Regions from separate parts of the Oryctolagus cuniculus genome. Here region 2 is linked to region 1. Evidence: chromatin contacts called from public Hi-C data. All regions are on one chromosome and are shown on one strand. The core of a region is the stretch at or near the end of the contact, and the rest is flanking DNA. Distances in the headings are between cores, read along the strand shown. Region 1 has its middle 160 kb from the start of CDC5L. Region 2 has its middle 88 kb from the start of CDC5L.

What was found. Hi-C and Micro-C count contacts between places; a contact is called where the count stands out from the background.
Region 2: a contact with region 1 is called in a Hi-C map of an unstated tissue, with 1.7 times the contacts expected there. The contact joins two enhancer-like sites. A contact is called at or near these places in 2 of 6 Hi-C or Micro-C datasets (ear pinna and an unstated tissue).

What each region holds. Positions count from the first base shown.
Region 1 is chr5:125,577,355-125,584,858 of mOryCun1.1, forward strand. No RefSeq gene overlaps it. Among named protein-coding and RNA genes, the nearest start is that of CDC5L, 160 kb to the right of the region's middle. Within about 2 kb of position 4,022, at least 1 of the 8 cell types and tissues checked has an H3K27ac peak or open chromatin away from gene starts, as enhancers often do.
Region 2 is chr5:125,648,633-125,656,136 of mOryCun1.1, forward strand. No RefSeq gene overlaps it. Among named protein-coding and RNA genes, the nearest start is that of CDC5L, 88 kb to the right of the region's middle. Within about 2 kb of position 4,774, at least 1 of the 8 cell types and tissues checked has an H3K27ac peak or open chromatin away from gene starts, as enhancers often do.

The sequences.
Region 1 (7,504 bases), core at 2,772-5,271:
GCCCAGCCTCCTGCAGCCGCGTACATTCCTTAAGGACAGGGATTTACTCAAGATTCCTATTGTGTCACGGACACCCAGGAAGTGTTGGCTCAAATCAGGCCAACAAAGGAAAAAAGAATAATGGAGGCAGCTCGAGCAGCGGGCGGGAACAGATGACGCACAGAGAGATACCGCCTTAGTCATCCACGCTCGCTCCCACAGAGAAGCCGGAGCCAAAGTTAGAGTGCAGTGTGGCCCAGGAATGCTTATAGTGACAACAGCAATGTCAAGACAATTGGCAGGGCAGCTAAGACACCTCACACCCCGCATCAGAGTGCCACGGCCCAGCTCCCTGCTGGTGGCTCAAGTCGCTGGGTCCCTGCCACCCACGTGGGAGACCTGGATTGAGGTCTTGGCTCCCAGCTTCAGCCTGGCTCAACCCTGGCTTTTGTGGGCATTTGGAGGAGTAAACAAGCACATGGGCGTTCTCTCGCTCTCTCTCTCTCTCTCTTTCTTTCTCTCAGCCTCTCAAATTAAAAAAAAAAGTTCATGAAAAATAGAATCAAAAGAAATATTGATGGAAAAGAAAAGGAACGTGGGTTGCAATCGCACATGGTCTGCATCCAGAGCCTCTGCTTGGTGACCGGGCACTGTTGGCTGGGGCCGGCCCGGACAGACCACTCACTTCCCCAGCCCAACCCTGAAGGTCTGCCCGCACGAGCAGTGGATGCAGAGAGAGGGGGTGCTGCTCCTTCTCGCCCACCGCCCCAGCAAAGCCTGACAAACTCAATTTCCACACCTGCCTTGAATGAAAAATAGCATTTTTCATGCCTGCCTTGTGTTTATCGGCTTCCCCAGGGGACTGGAGACATTTGGAGAAAGCGTGATCTAAAATTACCACTGACTTTTCTTGAAGTCATCATTTCACTTATTTTGACACTTCACAAAGCATCAAGAGAAGGCACAAGGTATTTTTTTCTGCACGCTCATCACAAGGCAACTGGGTTTGAAAGGCTTAGAAACCCCACACATCAGTCAGCGGCTACTGAGAACACCCAGCGGCTGAGCGGGGAATGGGTGACGAATGCTCTCCCAGCCGCGTCTCTCGTCCACCCTCACGAGTACAGGAGCTCACTGCGGGCTGCTCGGCACACAGGGCTCCTGACCAGGGGACTCTAACTCTGGGTCTGCAGGAGGAGTCGGCCTCCCCAGAGGTTCTCCAGGCCCAGATGGATTAGGAAGCTCAGAGAGGAGGAGTTGCTTTTGTCCTCTCATTCCTGCCCTTGTGAGTGCCAGAGCCAGTAACGGAAGCCAGGATCCCCCAGTCTTCCCCATTCTGTGTTCTGTCCACCACTCCCTCCCTCGGCATCTCCAGCTGTTCCTGCAACAGAGAGCGGGGGAGAGAGACAGGGGTGGAACAAGCCGGTTGAGCACCTTGATGTCCACTCAGGGCACGGGGCCTTGGCTTCCACTCTGTTGGATGAGAGAAGCGCTCAGAGACGGTCTTCTGTACTTGCATGGTGCTTTCCCACCAAGCCCTGTTGAGTCTTGGCTCTCCTCAATGCCTCAGTTTCTTCATCTAGAAAATGGCCAGGGCCCAGGGCTGCTGTGAGGACTGGGGAGGTGAGGTCCACTCACCTCCTGCAGGCTCCCTCTTTTGCACCAGAATCCCGGAAATGGGACGCACCACTACTCGTGGGTGACACGGAGGTCCCTGGTTCCCATCTGAGAGGTCTTCCCCAGCCCTGCTGGGGCACCCACCTGCAGTAAGCTGGGGCTGCCCTTCCAGGAGCGCAGGGGAACCTGATTAGGAAAGAGCGCCTTGGGGCCGGCGCTGTGGCTCAGTGGGTTGAGCCTCCACCTGCAGCACCCGTGTCCCAGGCGGATGGCAGTTCGAGTCCTGGCTGTTCTGCTTCCAGTCCAGCTCCCTGCTAATGCACCTGTGAAAGCAGTGGAGAATGACCTGGGTCCTTGGACCCCTGCACCCACCTAGAGGAGGCTCCTGGCTCCTGGCTTCGGATCAGCCCGACTCTGGGCGTTGCAGCCATCTGGGGAGTGAACCAGCAGATAGAAGATCTTTCTCTCCCTCTCTCTGTCTAGAACTCTGCCTCTCAAATGATAGGTGAATCTTTAAAAAAAGAGAGAGAGAAAAAAAGAAAAGAACGCCCACACAAATCAATATGGAAAGCGATTGGCATGGAATCAGACCAAGCATTTTCTTTGCAAGCTCCATATTTTGTGAGGTTTACTCCTCCACGAAGAGGGCAGTTAGAACTGCTTTTAGTTTGGGAATTCCCACAGGAGCCCCAGAATGCTAAAGCCCTCCCCGCTGCCCCCACCGGGACACAGCAGTTTGGACTCCGATGCCCACAATGGCTGTGCTGCCATTGCTCACACATTCATCTGCGTTCTCCACGTTTGCACTGGAAGGCCCATGCCATGCTAAGAGAGAGAGAGGGGGTTGGGGGGGAGAGAGAGAGAGGTCTCCCATACACCGATTCAGTCCCCAAATGCCCATAAACAGCCAGGGTGGGGCCAGGTCCAAGCCGTGAACCAGAGCTCTATCCAGGTCTCCCAGGTGGGCAACAGGGACCCGAGTGCTGGAGCTCTCGCCTTCTAACTCCCGGAGTGCGCATCCGCAGGAGGCAAGGGTCAGGAAAGGAGCGGGACTCCAATCCAGCGCTCTGATGTGACTGCAGGCATCCCAAGCGGCATCCTAACCCCTACACCAAACACCGACCCCCGGCTTATCTTCTGATTATATTTTTCCACAAACTTTTCGAGGTACCGTCATACTGATCATTGCCATTTTCTGATTCTTTGAAGATGGATCAACTCCCCATGGTATACGAGGGGAAATTCTGTCTACTGAAATACAAACTTTTTTAAAAAGATTTATTTATTTATTTGAAAGTCAGAATTACACAGAGAAAGGAGAAACAGAGAGAGAGAGAGGTCTTCCATCCACTGGTTCACTCCCCAGATGGCCACAATAGGCATAGCTGCACCCATCCAAAGCCAGGAGCCAGGAGCTTCTTCCAGGTCTCCCGCGTGGGTGCAGGCACCCAAGCACTTGGGCCATCCTCCACTGCTTTCCCAGGCCACAGCAGAGAGCTGGATGGGAAGTGGAGCAGCTGGGTCTTGAACCACGCCCATATGGAATGGCCACACCGCAAGCAGCGGCTTTACCGGCTATGCCACAGCACCGGCCCACTCTTTGGGTTTTAAGGGAGGCGAGCAGAACAGGCCCGTATACAGTAAGCGCTCAGGAAGTACCGGCTCCGGTTCAGGTTTCAGAACTGGACCTGCTGAGGCACAGGTGGTTTGCTCCTCATCTCCACTTCCCCAGAACCTGGCGTGGGGCTGGCAGGCGCTGCTGACATGCAGGGGTGGAAGCAACACAAGGAAGAATATCCAACGCTGAAGCAAATACACGAGCTCATGCAAATACATGAGCTCACGGAAACGCAAAAAGCTCAGGGAAAACGCACAGCAGGACGCAGGGATTCCAAAATGTTTCTGCATTAAAATAAACTTACCCTTTAATTCCAATTTTCTACAAAATTTTGAAGAATGAACCCCTGTGTGGGTGGGGAGAAGACAGCCATTTGTTGCAAACCCCTTCCCTGTCCCCAGCCCTGGGGCCCTCCCCGCCCGCCCCTCCCCCTGCAGGTCTTGGGCGCGCCCGCACACCCCACCCCCACTCAGCCCCTCTCAGTTGCCCCAGGCTGCTTTCATCCCATGCTTTATCTTCAGACTCTGGGGAAACGGTAGTCAAAAAAGAGCCAGCGTCCCCAGCCCGCGGCCTGAAACCCGAGCCGCGCGAGGAAAGGCGCAATTACGGGCTGCGCTCTCCGCCCCTCCTCTGCCCCTCTCCCCCACGTCCTGCCTGGCACTGAGCTTCGCGCGCCCCGCAAGCCAAGCCCCGCCGCGGGCGCCCCTCGGCAGCCCACAGCCCGCCGCCCGCCCGCAGGAGGAAATGTATTAGCGGGGCTGCGGGGAGGGCCGCAGGCGCTGGGACTCCATCTCGCCTACTAAATATACTCCGGGACGTTTACCAGTGTCCCGTGAAGTGCGGCCATAAATCAGGGCCGCGCCACTCCTGTCAGAAGAAAGGCAGAAAGCGCGCGTTCGCTCGCGCCTGCCCTGGCGCTGCGGGCTGACCACGCACCAGTCCACAGGCAAGGCCACCGCGGCGCACCGGCCAGCGCGCGCCACTGCCCAACCGGGACCAGCCACAGGGCCGCCCCAGGAGGCGCGCTCACTCCGAATGAAAATGTCACTGGGTGTCAAAGGCACGCGTGTCACACCTTGGAGCTCCCCTGCAGTTCTGTCCCCGTGGCCAGTTCTGTCCTCCTGCCCCTGGAGACCTACAAAACGGTGCAGCCTGCTCCAGCGCCTCCTTCTCTGCGCATGCGTGAAGGACAGACACACCGCCAAGGCCACGGACATTCTCTCCTGCCAGAACAGTTCCAGGTGATTCTGCTACCTTTTGTGTTCCTTCCCGGATTTTCCACACTTTCTACAAAATCAAAAGGCATTACCCTTCCCATCAGAAAAAAAAATTACCTTTTTTTTAATAAAGGGAAACAACCAAGACGCCACCACAAGGATATATGTTTGTTCGTGTTATTTATAAAAACCGAGAACTGTAGGGACCAGTGGTGTGTAGTAGCTACTGGGAAGCGGCCTGCCATGCCAGCATCCCGCATGGACTCCAGCTTAAGTCCTGGCTGCTCCAGTTCCAATCCAGCTCCCTGCTAATGCACCTGGGAAAGCAGCAGAAGATGGCCCAAGTGCCTGGTCCCCTGTACCTACACAGGAGACCTGGAAGACTCCTGGTTTTGGCCTGGCCCGGCTCTAGTCATTGTGGCCGTCTAGGGAGTGAAATGGAAGATTCTTGCTGTCTCTCTCCCTTTATGTATGTAATTCTGCCTTTCAAATTAAAAAATAAATCTTTTTTTTTTAATAAGAACTTTCAATGTGTAACAGTCTGCATCTCCAGATAACCACACAGCCACATTCAAGGAGAGACAGAAAAATGCTCCTGACTCCACGCTTAGCGAAAGCATAAAATCAAAAAGCAAAAACCAGGCTCGTTTTGAATGCCTATGCTATTAGTAGCATATAAAAATTACACCTAAGAAAATGCATAGAAAATGCATTGTGGTATTAAAGTGGAGACTTCTGGAATTTTTTTTCCTCTTCCTTGTTCTCCAAATTTTGCATGGTGTGGTTTTAGTTCTTTGGTCATTTTTAAGAGTTTGAGAACAGAAGAGAAAATGCAAGCGGGGTCTAGGGCTCCTGGCCTCCCCCACCTCGCACCCCCGCACCCGCCGTGGGCCAGTGCCACACACGCGTTCTTGCCACACATGAAAACAGGAGGCCTGGGGTCCCCGGGTGGATTCAGTTCCGCTGGGACAGTCTGGAACAATCAGCTCTGCCAATGAACTTTTTATGGAGTTTCCGACTTTGAAGCTAAGTAACGAGACTTGGCTGCTAACCAGGCCTTGCCCTGTTCCCCGTGGCCTCTGCCGTCAATTAGCTAATTGGAGGCATCCGAGGTGGCTGGCGGCAGGGGGCAGTGAGACACAGGTTTACGGAGGAGGATGGGAAAGGCAAGGCGAGAGTGTGAGGGGCCCGCTCGAGCCCAGGGCCAGAGCCAGGGAGTGAGGGTGAGGTCCCCCAGCTCTCCGGACCCTGTAGGAACTGTCCCCCTCTTCCTGTCTTACTTTGGGGCCAACACCAGTGAGAGACTGAAGGGCGTTTGGATTCTGGAGTTCTTGGACGCTTCTGTCTGAGGGACCCAGGCTGGTCCTCCAGCACCCCCTGGCTGAGGAGCGTGCCCACTGCCGCCAGCCTCAGCCCCACACCCTCACTGGCCTCTCTTCAAAGACAGCCCCTGAGTACAAAGGAACTGTCCCTTCTCTCCCACCCGAGGACCTCGAGCTAAATGGACCTCTCTGAGCACGGAAGAGGGCTACATTCTGTGGGGTTGCTGGGCTTCCCCACGTGGGTTTCTGATAAGAAGTCGCTTTGTCCCGAGCTGGCGGGGAGGGCAAAGCAGGTGACCCTCTGCCCGTCATCCCTCCCAGACACTCAGCCCTCATGCAATGGTCTCAATGGGTCTCACAGTTTTTGGAATAGCATGGCATTTGGTTTTGATTTTTAAACGAGTTAAAAATAATAGCACTTTTGCCTTGAAGCAGTGACTTCTCCTGGCATCTCCAGCTCTCTTCCAGATCTGCACTGGCAGGGCCAGGAGGATGAGCCGGTCAGCTGCGGTGTGGACTAAAACAGCAGCAAAACACAGCCAGGGTTTGCAGGAGGGGGGCCGGGGCCTCTGGTGGGCGTGGCCAGCCCCAGGTCTGCTCTCCTCCCTCCTGCAAATTACAAGCCTGCTTTTTGAAATTTCCTTTCTCAGAACAATGTTGTTCATTCAGTTCCAAAGTAAACATTGGGCTTAGATACTCAACAGTTTGGGAGAACAAACTGTCCTGGTTGTTAGGCTCTTTACCTGTCAGGGGCCTGATTAAACCCATAGATCTTCGTGGCAGCCACAGGGGGCTACCGAAAGGGACCAGGCACCAGCCCCCGTGTCCCCAGGTGAGCACCGCAAGCCCCCAGGGCCCGCACCAGGAAAGGGGGGCGGAGGCAGAAGGCGGCTTTGGAAGCGCCTTCAAAGTGATAGATGGGTGGGCTGGAGGGGAGCTGATTTGGGGAGAAAGGCAAGCCGTGGGCAGTAAATCATGCAATCCGGTGTCGGCGCTGGGAAAATGGAAGCCCATTTCCTCTCTCCTAGGGGAAGGCTGCTTAATTAAGAGATCTCCGGGTACTCAACTTTCCTCATAAATTTTAGAGAGCAGTGAAATGCAGTGTGTGCGTGCATGTGTGCGGGTGCGTGCGTGCCTGTGTGCACTGTGTGCGCACATGTGTGTGCATGTACGTGTGTATGTAGGTATGTGCACGTACAGAAGACCTTGTCAGGAGCTGTGCTCAGAACTGATGGGCTAACACGTCTGCCCATCTCTGCCCTTGGGTGCCCCAGCTTCCCACACCTGGAACGGCCACAATAAGGCTGCCTCTCCTCTCCCTGCCTGTAGGTGACCGTTAGGACACTCTGATTATGGTCCAAGTAAAAGGGGCAGGGGGCTCACAGTGCAAGAGGGAGAGAAGGGGAAGAAAGACGCTGGTCCAGGGACTATGCTGGACGGAGAGAGGACACGGATGGCAGCCGCCGATGTCAGGAGCCAGCCTCCCCCTTCCCAGCCCGTGGCCCGGGGATGCCCCAGCTTCGCGGGTGAGCCTCTGCAGAAACCTGCGGCTGGAATCTAAGGTTTCCTGCTGTCCTCTGAGGAGTATTTAATTTCCACGGTACAGGCTGTTTCTCTTCCAGAAGACCTCACTTCCCTCCTGGCTTATCTGATTGTGGGCATCTCGGCGAGCAGCTTGTCACCTATCATTTTCCACAGAAGTGAACATCAGCAGCCGGGAACCCGCAAAAGCTGATGGCGGGGGGGGGGGG
Region 2 (7,504 bases), core at 3,524-6,023, 72 kb after region 1:
GGTATTCCTCAGTCCCAAATCGCCTGCCCTGGAGCCACCAGAGCCCCCCTCTGTGGAATGCATGCACCACATGATGTATGATGTCAGCCAGCATGGTTCCCGTTGTCCCTCCTACCTCTGAGGTCCCAGAGCCAGCCAGGGCTTTCAGCAGCTCCTGGGCAATGACGGAGGTGAGGCCCAGACAGCAGCCACCTCCAGAGGTGGCCCCGAGAGTCCTGCTGATGTCAAAGCGTAAACGAAGGGGCTGGCGCTGTAGTGTAGCGGGTAAAGCCGCCGCCTGCAGTGCCGGCATCCCATATGGGCACTGGTTCGAGACCTGGCTGCTCCACTTCTGATCCAGCTCTCTGCTATGGCCTGGGAAAGCAGTAGAAGATGGCCCACGTCCTTGGGCCCCTGCACCCACATGGGAGACCTGGAAGAAGCTCCTGGCTCCTGGCTTCAGATTGACCTAGCTCTGGCCATTGTAGCCATTTGGCAAATGAAGACATCTCTTCCTCCCCTCCCCTCCCCTCCCCTCCCCTCCCCTCCCCTCCCCTCCTCTCTCTCTCTCTCCCTCTCCCTCTCCCTCTCCTCTCCTCTCCTCTCCTCTCCTCTCCCCTCCCCTCCTCTCCTCTCCTCTCCCCCGCCTCTGTAACTGCCTTTCAAATAAATAAATAAATAAATCTTTTTTAAAAAAGTAAATGAGATCAACAAGTGGGCGTGATTTGGAGGCCGGGTGCTGGAGAAACGTCCTCAGGGTGACATACGCCCTGGCACAGGCAAGGACATCGCTCACCTTCGGCTCTCCCACAGCGTCCAGAACTCCTGCTGGCACCCAGTAGCAATGGACAGAAATGTGTTGGATGAACGGATGAACGGCCGGTTGTGTGGCTGGCAGGCCGGGGGTGCAGGGGTGCTGGCTGCCGGCCCAGTGAGTGGCCGGCCCTGCGGTGGCCAGAGCCTTTGAAGCCCAGGCCTTTGAAACATGTCCCTGCGCCAAAAGGGCCATCCCCTGGGGCCATCGCTGCCCAGGGCCCCTCAGCCTCCCCGTCAGCCCTTCAAGCTCTGCAGCCATAGGTGTGAGCCAAGACCTCAGACACAGGGTGGGGGCGAGGGCCCCACAGTCGCCAGTCCTCAGCCTCCCAGGGCCCCCCGGGAGCGGAGTCCCAGGAGGGACGGAGACTCGTGGCATCTAGCTCTCAGAGCCCTTGGACGGCTTCCCTCGCAGCCTCAGTCTTCCGAGCTGGCCGCTGCCTTGGGCCCTTGCGGCCCTAGCACTGGGTGATGCCGGAGGCACTGTCACCTTCCGGTGCTTGCCGTGTTTGCGACCCCAAAGTGCCCACCAGGCTGGGGGTCAGTGAAAACACATGCACACCACCACCCTCTCCCCAGCTCCTGCCTTGCCCCTTAAAGGGCCCTCGGAACACATAATTCTACCTGCACAGAAGCCTCGCTGCTCCGAGCATGGCCCAGACTGCAGCAGGGCGTGTTCCCCGGCGGCTCGCTGACAGTGGGGCTCTCCCCTCCTCCCCACACAGACTGGAGCAGACTTTGCAGAATCTGCGCTCTAACTTGGTCTTCGCATGCACACCGAGTCCAAGAAATGCCGGCCCCGGAAGAGGCAGCCATGAGAAAGGGGACAGGGGCTGGGACTGGTTGCAAAAGCAAGCGGCTGTGCGGCCACAGAAAACTTCTGACCATGGAAAGTGCACGGGTGGCCTCAAGCCCCTCACATAGGACTGGGGTCTCGACGTGAGCTGGACGTGGTGTGCGCCCAGTCAGCACAGAAGTGTTCCCTGCAGTGCTGGGAAAACCGGACACAGTCCAGATGTCACTCAAGAGGAGACTGCTGTAAGAGCTGGGATGCTTGGGCATAGCAGTAAAGCTGCCACCTGTGACGCCAGCATCCCATAGGGCGCCGGTTCAAGTCCTGGCTGCTCCACTTCCAATCCGGCTCCCTGCTAATGGCCTGGGGAAAGCAGTGGAAGATGGCCCAGGTGCTTGGACCCCCGCACCCACGTGGGAGACCTAGATGGAGTTCTTGCTTTATCCTGGACCATTTCAGCTGTTGTCATTTGGGAAGTAAACTAATAGATGGAAGACATCTTTCTCTCTCTCTTTCTCTCTCTCTCTCTCTCTGTCTGTGTGTGTGTGTGTGTGTGTGTCTTTTTCTCTGTGTCACTGTGCCTTTCAAATAAATAAATCAATCCTTTCCAAAAAAAAAAAAAAAGGTATACTGTTCTCAGTCATTTTGATCAAGTATGTCCATATCCCATAGGGTTCCCCCAAAACCTTGATTCCAGGATCACGGCCTGTAGGGCTGGGGAGATGCCCGTAATGGCAGTCTGCGCGAAAGAATGCCAGTAAAATCTGTCATGGGACACGCTCATCCTAAATACTGCTCCTTCTTTATCCGAAATTCAGATTTAAGGCAGCATCCTGTTCGGTTTTTATGTTACTTCGCTGTTGTTCTGTGACTGTCCGAGTGCAGAGACCAGCCTGGTTGGTATTTCCCTAATGTTCCACGTGAACACACCAATGGAAGATTTTTTTAAATACAAACAAAGACACTCGGGGTCCACCTCACTTGGACTAAGCCTGAATCTCGGAAGGCGGTGAAGGGGATTCTGCAGTGCCTCCACCACGCCCATGCTCTAAGGATCAAAAGCCAGCAGAGGTCTCGCTTCTGCCCGTGGGAGACTCTGTCCACCTGCTGCACAGCCCCTCAGCTGGTTCCAGTGGCGGGGCGTGGCTGGGGCCCGGGGGGAGCCCACGGGACCAGGAAGAACAGCACATAGCCAGTACTCACTGCCCTGGGGGCTTCCTCTGACCCAGAACATAATGCATCTCCGAGGCGCTATGCAAATCACTTTGCAAATAAAATGGAAAACCGGGTCTCATGGACCGCCAACCCCATTGGGACACACAGTTACAGCCAAACAGGTGGCACCCCTGGGTGTAACTCCAAGTCGCAGCTCTGAGCTGGCAGTGATAAAAACGTCTCACGCATCACTCTGGCCTCGGCAGCCACTTGGGATCTTCGGAAACATTCATAGATTTTTATTTTATTTGAACACCAAAGCGATAGAGTGGAGGGCGAGGGAGAGCAATCTTCCATCCACTGATTCACTCCCCAAATGCCTGCAACACAGCTGGGCAGGCCAACGCCAGGAGCCTGGAACTCCACTTGGATCTCCCACATGGTGGCAGGGAGCCAGGTCCTTAAGCCACCGTCTGCCGCCTCCCAGGGTGAGCGTTAGCAGGGAGGTGGATCAGAAGCAGAGGCGGCACTTGAACCCAGGCACGCCAAGTGGCGGCTTGACCGCTGCCCCCGCCCCACCTGCATTTACAATCCAGGAGGCCCCTGTGAGCCCCAAGAAGAAAGGCAACCGGCATGATGGAACCTCAGCCATGGTCAGGCGGTCCTCATCCCCTTTGCTCAGGGCTACAGTGGAGCGACAGTGCCAGCGCCAGTGTGGAAGACACAGCAGGGGAACGTGGATGGCCAGGAGCAAGTGGGCCCCGGGGTCTCCCCTTACTCCCTCTGAGGAAAGAGAATCCGCGCTCCTTCCACCCCAAAGTGCCCAGAACCCCCCCACCAGCTGGGCCCCAAGGGAGGCCTCTTCCTCTGAGACGCCCTCTCTCAATCAATCCTCGGATGCAAAGTACCTGCTGCTCAGTGGCCGGGGCTTGGCTACATCTAAACACAAAGAAGGAAGGATTCATTCATACCGAGGTGTAACTGACTAATGACGAAGGCGGTGCACGTGGGAAGTCGCCCAGCCATGAAGAACAGCGGCTCGGACCCAGACTCGCGCCAGGGGCTGTGAGCGTCCTGCCTCTCCTGCCTCCAGATACCTGCAAGCCTGGCGCCTGGCGCCATCTTCCCGGCCTCCGGGGTGAGCATGAGCAGGCCCAGGGCCCCTTGCATCCGCACAGGACGCCTTTGTTTTGAGCCACGGCTGGTGTTCCCACCAGCGACTGAAATAAATTAGAGCGTTTTCAACAAGGGCGGTTGCAAGCGGGGCTCTTGGAAGAATCTCAGCAGCTGCTCTTTATTGGATTATAACCAGGAGCAAAACACCCCAAACCACACAATCGCCTGCAACTCAAACACAGCATTGTCGCAGGCTCTGCGAAGCACTTCCCCAGCAAACACGGCCTGGGAACCCGGGCCCTGTTCTCCCGCTCGGCTGCTCTGCCTACACACGGGCAGCCGGAGGCAGCGACAGCCAGCCACCCGCAGGCAGGCTGGAGACCAGGCACAGGCGCCCCCAGGGGGCCGCAGGGGTGGCTCGGCCAAGTGCCACACAAGGGAAAGAGGGGGCCAGGAGGCCAGAAACCTGGGTGGCTCTAACTCTGCTCATCCTTAAGACTCTGTGGGCTCCAACAAGATGTGTGTGTTCCTCTGCACCTCAGTTCTCTGATCCATAAAATGGGTTTCCTCTTATTGTCTGCCTTTGCTTCCAAGGGGTTGTTCAGAGGCCTCAAGTGAGAAAGCAAACTGGGGACAGAAAAGAGAGCAGGGTTGTTGGGCAGAGGGAGGGGGCAGAGAGCCGTCCCTGCTGGCGTCGGGGAGCCGTGGCCAGCCCTGGGTGCAGGGAGGATTTCTCCAAGTAACTGCATTCGCCAAGATGGGCCCAACTCTGAGCGCGGTGCCTGGGCAGTAACCGCAGTCTGCTCCATGCAAACCCTATCTCCATCTTCAAAAATGAGGCGTGAAAGCCAAGTGCAGGACAAATGGCCACTCCTCCCGCCCTAAAGGAGGCTGGACGGGCCGGCGGTGCACGCCAGCAGGCCACTCGCAAGCAAACGCCGCCTCACTCCGCCTCGGGCGCGAGAGGATCCTGAAGTTCAGGTTCAATAGTTTCAGAAAACACATATGTTTGTGTCTAGTTCCAACTGGTTTGCTAGGCATTTCAGAAAAACACATTAGTTCACTTCAGAGTTCAGACGAAAAATAATAATATTTGGATTCGGTTTCGGGTTCAGTGAATCAGGGCAGTGTTTTCCAATTTGGGGGTCGTCGTTCGGGTCAGTTCAAGTTCTTGTTAGAACAGCCCGGCCTAGGGGGTCGGCCCCTGGGACCCACCGGCCTGGCCGCCGGTCCCTGTCTGCACACCTCCGTCTCTGCCCCAGCGGCGGCAGCAGCCAAGGCAGCCCTTCCCAGCCTCCTTCCTGCACCTTCCAAAAGGAGAAAGCGAACTTTAAGAGAAAATAGTTGCATTCCTTGGCTGTGTCAAACCAAATACAAGTGCGCACTCTCGCCCACGTGGGCAGGAGGCGGGAGGCGGCCCTGAGCGGCTGCCACCCACCAGGAGGAAAAGCGGGCGATCGCGGCCCTGGCACCGCCTGTGCTCCAGCCTCTGGGTGGGCCAGGGCTGCCATGCCCTTACACAGGTGGTCGTCCCTGGGGAGGGGGTGTGGCTTGCCCAGGGGCGGAGCCTGCAATGGCTCCTCCCAGGCCACCCCAGCAGCCTGCGTGCCCCGGGGGAGTCCTGGTAGGCAGGCATGTGGAGCCATGACCCCTTTGTCCAGCCTTGGTATCTCTGCCTCGGAGGAAGACTCCTGCTTCGTAGTAGATTTTAAAAAAAAATTTTTTTTTCTTTTACTTGAATGGCAGATTGATGAGGGAGTCAGGAGAGAGAGAGAGAGGTTTTCCATCTGTTGGTTCACTCCTCAAATGGCCACAATGGCTGGAGCTGGTCCAAGCCAAAGCAAGGAGCTTGGAACTCTATCCTGGTCTCCCACATGGGTGGCCGTGGCCTAAGTATTTGGGCCATCCTCTGCTGCTTTCCCTGGCACATTAGCAGGGAGCCGCATCAGAAGCAGAGCAGCTGGAACTTGAACCAGCACTCCGGTGTGGGGTACCAGGGTCACAGGCGGCCGCTTAGCTCACTGCACACAACGCTATCCCCTGACGGCTCCCACTTCTACTTGCAAGTTTCCAGCAGAAGACAGAGCGAGGGTGGAGGATGCTGGCTCCTGGGGCATCAGAGCTGTGGGGTGGGAGTGAACCTCTGGAGGAGCCTTAGAAAAGAGAAGGGGTCTCTTCCCCCACCCCACCTGGCCGTCCCCACAGCCCCCTTCCCTGGCCTGGCTCCTAGCACCTGGGCCCACCCACAGGCCAACTCCCCACCTCCTACTGTCCTGTCCACTGGAGGTTGTATGGCCTCTGGGCACTTGCACATGCCATCCATTCACCCAGCAAGCCATCCCTCCCCCGACCCGTCCTCCCGAATAACTTCTCCTGGGTGCTCCCCAGGCGGAGGAGGCCACTCTGTGCAGACAGGGGAACAGATGGGAAGAACATCACCCATGCCCCAGACCTCTGCAGCTTTGCTCCTGCGCCCACTCTAATGAACCCCCTCCCAAAGGGCTCATCAGTCTGTGGACACAGCCTCTGTGGACAGAACTGCCATGTGCAGTTGTGTAGTTCGTGCACTGAACAAGGATGTCCAGCTGAGGAGGTTGGAGGGGACGGAGTTCCACTTGCAGAGCTGTGTTCCCCCCACCCCACACACACACAGTGGGCCCCTTCCCCTAAATCTCACTTGTGGAGGCATCAGCGGCCCTGCCCAGCAGACACGTGCAGATCCCAGGAGTGGACAGCTGGCATCTTGGCCTGCCATCTTGATGGGCTTGTCACTCATCTGGTTGCGGTGACCTGTTGGGGGCGTCTTCCCGCAGGGCCTGGAGAGCCGGGGATTATCTCCCCAACAGCAGCCCCGAGCACGGTGCCCGTTGGGCCTCAGACCGGCCAGCAGGTGGCGCTCACCTACTGCACCTAGCACCCTGGGAATCACTGCGCTGGGTTTCCACGCACAGGTTGAGTCTTTGTCCCACAGAACCCACACCGTTGGTGACTGACAAGGACGCTGCCCCTGCCTGCCCTGCGAGGGAGGCCCCAGCGAATGCTCACCCAGCCCCTGCCCCGCCCACTCCAACCCCAGCCCTCAGCGGGCCCTCTGGGTGGGGCTCTCACCAGCCTAGGTGCGCCCCTCGGCCTGCCCAGCGCGTGCTTCCTGCGGCCTGTGCTTTGCCGCCTGGCCCAGCGACACTGCCCCCCCACCCCATCTCCCTCGCCGCTCCTGACCCCACTGCCTCCCCGGCACCTCCACGCCCTCCCGGGCGGGCTCCTGGGCTGCTGCCCGGGCTCAGGCGGGCAGCACGACACACAGCATCATCGTCCCCACCCCCGATTTGTCTACGGAAGCCGCTGCTCAGCTCCCAACATTAGAGGCATCAGGAGCCTGTGGAGACAGCCTCAGAGAGAACTCGGGGCGCCGCGGGCATCGTGGTGCAGGACGTTAAGCCACTGCCTCCTTGGGACACCCACATCCATGCCAGAGTGAGTCACCGCTCCATTTCTTTTCTCTCTCTCTCTCTTCTTAAAGATGTATATATTTATTTGAAAATCAGAGTTACAGAGAGAGGGAGAGCCAGAGAGAGAGGGCGAAGTCTTCCATCTGCTGGGTCACTCCTGAGATGGCTGCAATGGCCAGGGATGAACCAGGCCAAAGCC